2 separate regions of the Gossypium hirsutum genome follow, and region 2 is linked to region 1. A link is a contact called in public Hi-C data. All regions are on one chromosome and are shown on one strand. The core of a region is the stretch at or near the end of the contact, and the rest is flanking DNA. Distances in the headings are between cores, read along the strand shown. Region 1 holds the start of LOC121202817 (NAC domain-containing protein 83). Region 2 holds the start of LOC107943753 (probable L-type lectin-domain containing receptor kinase VII.2).

Region 1 (3,019 bases), core at 166-2,665:
CTTCCTTATAATCACAGACAAAGAGACACAAAGACATAAATTACCAAACACTAGACTAGTTTTTCTTTTCTTTTCTTTTCTTTGAAGATGTTACACTGATTGGCTAATCAGAATCCGAGCTACTGGTACAGGCAGGAAAAGAGAGAGAAAAAAAAAAGGGTGTGAACTGTGACTTTTTAGGGTTTTCTTCTGAAATAAGGAAAACTATTGCAACAACTGCTTTCCTCGTGGTCATCCGTGTCATTATTTGAAACTTGGGTGATCCCACTGGAGACGGATGACGAGGAAGAAGGGGCTAGGTTTAAGTCAGCCCTGTCTTTGGTCAGGAAATCATAGAAGACAGGCTTGCTTGTCCTTAATTTACCAATTCTTTGGTTGCAAGATTGCAGGCCTTCATCGTTTTTAGCACTTCTTTTCTTCAAGAATATGCGGCACAGCACCCAATTTTCCATCGGCACCACATTGTTCTGCACAGATTTTTTAATGCAAAATCAATGATTTTGCTTTGACCAACACATACAGGCATAATGAAAGCAACAATGTAATATGGCAATTGACCTGAGTTTGGTTCTTCTTATTGGGTGGGGCATTGGAAGCAGCTGTCTCGGTGCTAACAACACGATATTCATGCATAATCCAATCAGTCCTACATCCATTTGGGGCTTTTCCTCTATAAAAAACCAGAGTTTTCTTCATACCCACAGCTTGGTTGCTCCTAGATGTTACAATTTGTTTGTCGATTCCAGTTGCTTTCCAGTAACCTGAAATAGTGGCTCTGTTTGATCTATTGGTATTAGGATACTTGGCTTCTCTAGTGCTGAAAAAATACCTCTCCTGCTCCAAATCACCTGCTCAACCACACAAACGAACATTCAGAAAAAAAAATCTAATTTTTGGTCCCAAAAGATTTGGTGGTAAATGAGAAATTAAAATCAACCTGGCAAATCCCAAGGATCAGCTTTACAAACATCGACTTCGGGTATGATAGAGGCAGGCAAAGGGCAAGCAAGCACTTTTCGTCTCAAGTACTGAACCACTAACTCTTCATCCGTAGGATGGAAACGAAAGCCAGGAGGCAATCTCAGCACACCATTCTTTACAAAATTAAGCTTCTCCATCTTCAACACAGTTGGTGATATGAGAGAGAGAGAGAGAGAGGGGTGGTGAGTAATTGAGAGGGAAAAGTGTGGCGTCTTTATAGAAGGGTAATGGTGGGGGGGTTCTTAAGAGGCGAATAGAATAAGGAGGGCAGGGGATCCAATTGGCGTAAACTAGACTCAATCTCTTTTTTGACGCTATTTTAACAAAAAACGTTTAAACAAGTTTAAAATCGAAATGGTTGAAGTTATTGAATTTAAAGCACAAGTGAAAGCGTCTAAAGTTGGAAGCCTAGTTTACTTCGACTTCCTCCCTATGCGTATGGGAATAACCGTAGCTGTTTCCAATTATTTACTCATTTACCTAAACGTACATCTGTGATCTGTGGGGGCAGTTTCAAAATCCCATTTCTTCACTTCACTTTGTTTTTGAGTTATGGGAATAAGAGATATCTTTTACGTATTTATTTCTCAAACATTCTTTCATAATCTTCGTAATTTGAGTTATGGTTTAATTCACTCAAAAAAATAAAATATTTAATTTTAAAAAATTTAAGAGATTTTGTGTTTGATTGGACGACTATGTTATCCTCCTTGCGGAAAGTTTGGAGGATGGGAGGGGTAGTTTGGTCAAGAAAAATCAGGTGGGTCTTTCGGTAAATGTATGAAAATAAAGTGGTCGGACATACATGCCCTCCTAATTAAGGATCGAAAGGGGTGAAGTCAGGTCGATGTCATTATGGTTACAGCTGGAGCTCACCCAAAGACATTATAATGGGTGCGGTAATGAAAGTACGCAAGTACCCTTCACAAAACCCCTTTTATAGACAAGGCAACCACTCGTCGGGCATGCATCGCAGGGGACAACATATTGTTAGCCGTTGGTTTCTGGATACAGCAAAATCTCAACATCTTTTCTATCCTTTTGCCCTCTTTCCTTCTACTTATTACATAAAATCAAAGGTTTCATTCGTAATTTCACTCTTAAATTATATCTCAATTTTTTTAAAATATTTTAAATTCACCCTTAAAGTTTTTCTAAAATAGAAATAAAATTAATAATTTATTAGATATTATAGTAATTTTAAATCCATGACTCGCAAATGAACAAAATTTTCCACAATATCAGTAAGTAGACTTATTTGTAAAAACATTAGATAAATAAATGTGAGGATGTATTATTTTTATATTATAATAAAAAAGAAAAGAAAAGAAAAGAAAATGAAATTTGCTACGTGATGAAGGCAGCAACAATGAAAATTATGAAGCAAAGTGGAGGCTTCAATTGTTTGATATAATTATTAGTGCATGTTTAACGTATGTAGGCGGAGACGATTACTTGTGCCAATGGGATATATATCTTTCAAAAAAAAAATTAAAAATAAGCCGTCTTGTCCCCCAAAACAAATATCTTCTTCACTCATTCTATTATTTTTTTCCCACCATATACTATATTTTTAAGTGAAAACGATGTACAATTTTGTTTAAGTGAAATATGTTAGTAGCTTTCAGTAATAATTACTTATTATTTTAAAATGATGATGTGTCATTTAATATATTATTACTGCATTGAGTATAAATTAATATATATATATATATATTTAAAGACAACGTTAGGTGATTAAAAAATTTTAGTATGAAAATTTATATGCTTAATATTGATTGTTTTAATTATAAATTTGATTACCATGTTGATGTTGTTAAATATAAATATTTTTTACAATGATTTTTTTGCATTTTATGTTATTAATTAATGGTATATTTTAATCTAAATATACAAAAATCAAAGTGTTAAGTTTAAAATTATTATAAAACTTAAAAGTAAATATTTTAAACAATGTTGAAAGTAATAATAAATAAATTAATTTGAACTATTTTGTTATTTACTATTTAAAGGATAGTTTAATCTTAAATAAAATTAT
Region 2 (3,214 bases), core at 278-2,777, 810 kb after region 1:
CACTTTCATTAGAAATTTTCTTCACTGCAACTTCTTGTCCTTCTTTCAATACCCCTTTATAGACATTCCCATTACCTCCAGAACCAATCACATTTTCATCTGAAAATGCCTTTGTTGCTGCATAGATCTCTTGATACCCAATCCTGTGAGGCCAATACTCCAATTCCCAATTTTCAATATCATCTTTCTTACCATTTCTTTTCCTTCTAAATCTAACCAAAAGAAAGTACATTGCAATGCAAAAGCTAACAAGCAAGACAGCCCCAATGGTAACTCCAACTATGAACCCTGTTGATTCAAACACAGAATCCTTTGGTGGCACAAATGAAGGCAAATTAGTAGTGACCAAAGCATTACCAATTGAGGGATTCGAATTACTAAAGCTCCAAGCCAGAATCCTATGACTCTCAACCAACTGGCCTGTTGCTCCAGCAAATCCTACATGCATTTCATCAAGAAAAACAGTAGAAAGGTTCACAAACACACTTATCAAAGGCCTTATAGGCCTTTTATCCCCCACTTTCGCCATAGTAACATTTAAAATAGAATCTTCATAATCAACCCAGACTTGATAATTAACACCATTATTAAGCTTCAATCCCTTCAACTTATCACCTTCACTCCCTCCCCAAAACCCTGTAAGACTTGAAGCAACAGATTTCAAGGAGTTCACATCAACACCCACATGGTTATCATTGATATCATCAAATTCTTGGTTTGCAAACACATCAAACTCGACACCAAAGATACTGCTGTTGGGATTACCATTGTTGGAAAAGTTGAAAAGACCCAGATTCTGAGACGAACTGGCACCAGCTATACCAGCAGTAGGCAAGAAGGCAAAAGCAAATCCATGACCTGGGAGAAAACCCTTGAGAGGGGCAATGGAGAAAACGAAAGAAGTATAGAAAGGAAGTAACTTTGATGAATTTGATGATGACTTCACTGGGATCTTCGAAGGGTACAAAGCACGACCAATAGAAAAAGTCCCATTTGTGATGGAGAGGATGGAAGAATCAATAGTAGCATCACCAAAAGTCAAGAGATTGGTGGAGTTGAAGTTGGTATTGTAAACGAATTCAACAGATGAAACCCAAGGGAAGAACAAAAGGAAGGTTATTGCAGTTGAAAACAAGAAGGGAGACATGAGGAATATATTTCTAAAGATCCAAGAAGAGAAGATAAAGCTGTAGTTTTGCACGTAAAGAGTGGCGTGCATTTTAGGATTTTAGCTTGCATTTGAAGGAAGGCAACTGTGTTGGACGCGTAAAAAGAACAACATACAAACAGAAGTGTTCAAAATCTATCACATAAATAATTGTTGAATAATAATTAAGTAGTTTAACTAATATTCGCAAAGGAAGCGGCGGGAAGGTAAGAAATACAGTACAATAATAATGGTGGAGTGGAGAATGGGGTGGTAATGAGCCGACAAGATAAGGGTTGAGCTGGATCAAATTGATTAAAAAATAAAAATAAAAAAAGCTTTACTCAAATCTATCTAAGTGCGCCACTCGATTGGTGGCCTGGACAAATACAGGCTTTGTTGAACAAGGTAAAACAACGTAGCCTTTCAATTTTGAACTATCTCTTTCTATCTTCTTGGTAGTATGAATGCTTCTAATTTCATATATTAGATTCCAAGAATTACTCTTTAGCTTTCTCATTGGCACCCCAATTTATTTACAAATTTTAACCTTTAACCAAAGTTATACATTTTCATATATTCAATTTAATTTTTAAAATTGATTTCATAAAAATTCTTAATTAACTAATAATTTTAACAATTTTTTTTCCCAAAAACATTAATTATTAATTTTCATCAATCAATTTCAATTGGCTTAAGGGTTAAAAACCCTAATTTAAAAAAAACAATTAAATTCTTACCTTTTTTATTCAATTGAGTACTTAAATTTTTAATATTTATCAAAAAGGTCCTCAATTTTTTTCAAAAAAATTAATTAAAGTCTGTTTTTTTTTGTGCTCAATTGAGTACTTAAATTGTCAAAATTCATTAAAAAAATCATTTGATCGTTAAAGTTAATTAACCCTAATTTGTTTCAGTTAAAGCCACCCCGTGTCACAATTACAACGTGACATGTAGCAAAAAAGTTAAAAAATAAAAATAAAAAATTATTAAATTTTAATAAAAAATATAAAATATTAAAAATTATAAAAAGATCATAAAAATCGTAAAAAATATAAAATTTTATAAAAATCATACAAAAAAATTATAAAATACATAAAAAAAACTCATTTAACCATTAACCTAATGAACCTAAGTGATTCTTTAGTTAAAGTTATCACATGTTGCAACACGTGTCATATAGCAAAAAATGCTAAAAATAAAAATCAATAAAAGTTATAGAAAAATTATAAAATACTACTTTTGGTATGATAATTTTTATAATTTTCTTATGATTTTATAAAATTTTAAAAAAATTATATTTTTATTAAAATTTAATAATTTCTATAACTTTTATTAATTTTTATTTTTTTATCATTCTTACACATGATACGATCAAATAATCTTTTTAGTAAATTTTAACCATTTAAATACTCAATTAAGTGCAAAGAAAAGCAGACTAATTGAAAAAAATTTGAGAATCGTTTTTATAAGTTGGCGGAAAAAGACCATTTCAATTTTAAAACTTGCATTTTAACTTGCTTTCTAATCTTTGTCTCCAAACTTATATTACCTGTATTTTAGGTGATAATTTACAAATTTGGTCCATATTGAATCATTGATTTGAAGTTAAGTGCAAGAATGAAAAGAAATTACAAATACCCAAGTGAACCAAATATTTTATATACATAAACATTTTAAATCATAAGAATGTCACATGTTTTTTTTTTTTTAATTAGTTTGTTCTTTAAATTTTTATTTTATTTTTTAAATATACCCTAAGAAGCAGATCCCACGGAAAAACTAAACTCCCTTAACAGTGGATCAAACAAATCTTCTTTTTTTTTTAATCCACTTCCAAATCATTTATGAAGAAATAAGACAATGGCAAGAAACAGTTTCAAAATTGTAATCCTTCTAATTGATTCTATTATTGATGTATAAAAAAAAAACACAAGTAGTAATCACCTACAAAGCCAGAGAATTGTATCCTATAAAAGCCATATTTATAGCTTACCAAATCAAAGAAGATAAATGAGTGCTTTTGCTCAAATACTCTATATAACAAATAACATCTACTTTTTCTTG

What was found. Hi-C and Micro-C count contacts between places; a contact is called where the count stands out from the background.
Region 2: a contact with region 1 is called in a Hi-C map of leaf, with 1.9 times the contacts expected there. The contact joins the promoter of LOC107943753 here to the promoter of LOC121202817 in region 1. A contact is called at or near these places in 2 of 34 Hi-C or Micro-C datasets (both in leaf).

Annotation. Positions count from the first base shown.
Region 1 is chrA04:80,993,109-80,996,127 of Gossypium_hirsutum_v2.1, forward strand. LOC121202817 (NAC domain-containing protein 83) reads right to left here and starts at 1,416. Exons shown (of 3, transcript XM_041111479.1): 1 at 938-1,416; 2 at 559-848; 3 at 1-467. The coding sequence starts at 1,118. The coding sequence ends at 177.
Region 2 is chrA04:81,805,590-81,808,803 of Gossypium_hirsutum_v2.1, forward strand. It overlaps LOC107943753 (probable L-type lectin-domain containing receptor kinase VII.2), which reads right to left and starts at 1,528. Exons shown (of 1, transcript XM_016877545.2): 1 at 1-1,528. The coding sequence starts at 1,219. It overlaps LOC107943755 (probable serine/threonine-protein kinase At1g54610), which reads right to left. Exons shown (of 8, transcript XM_016877548.2): 8 at 3,025-3,214.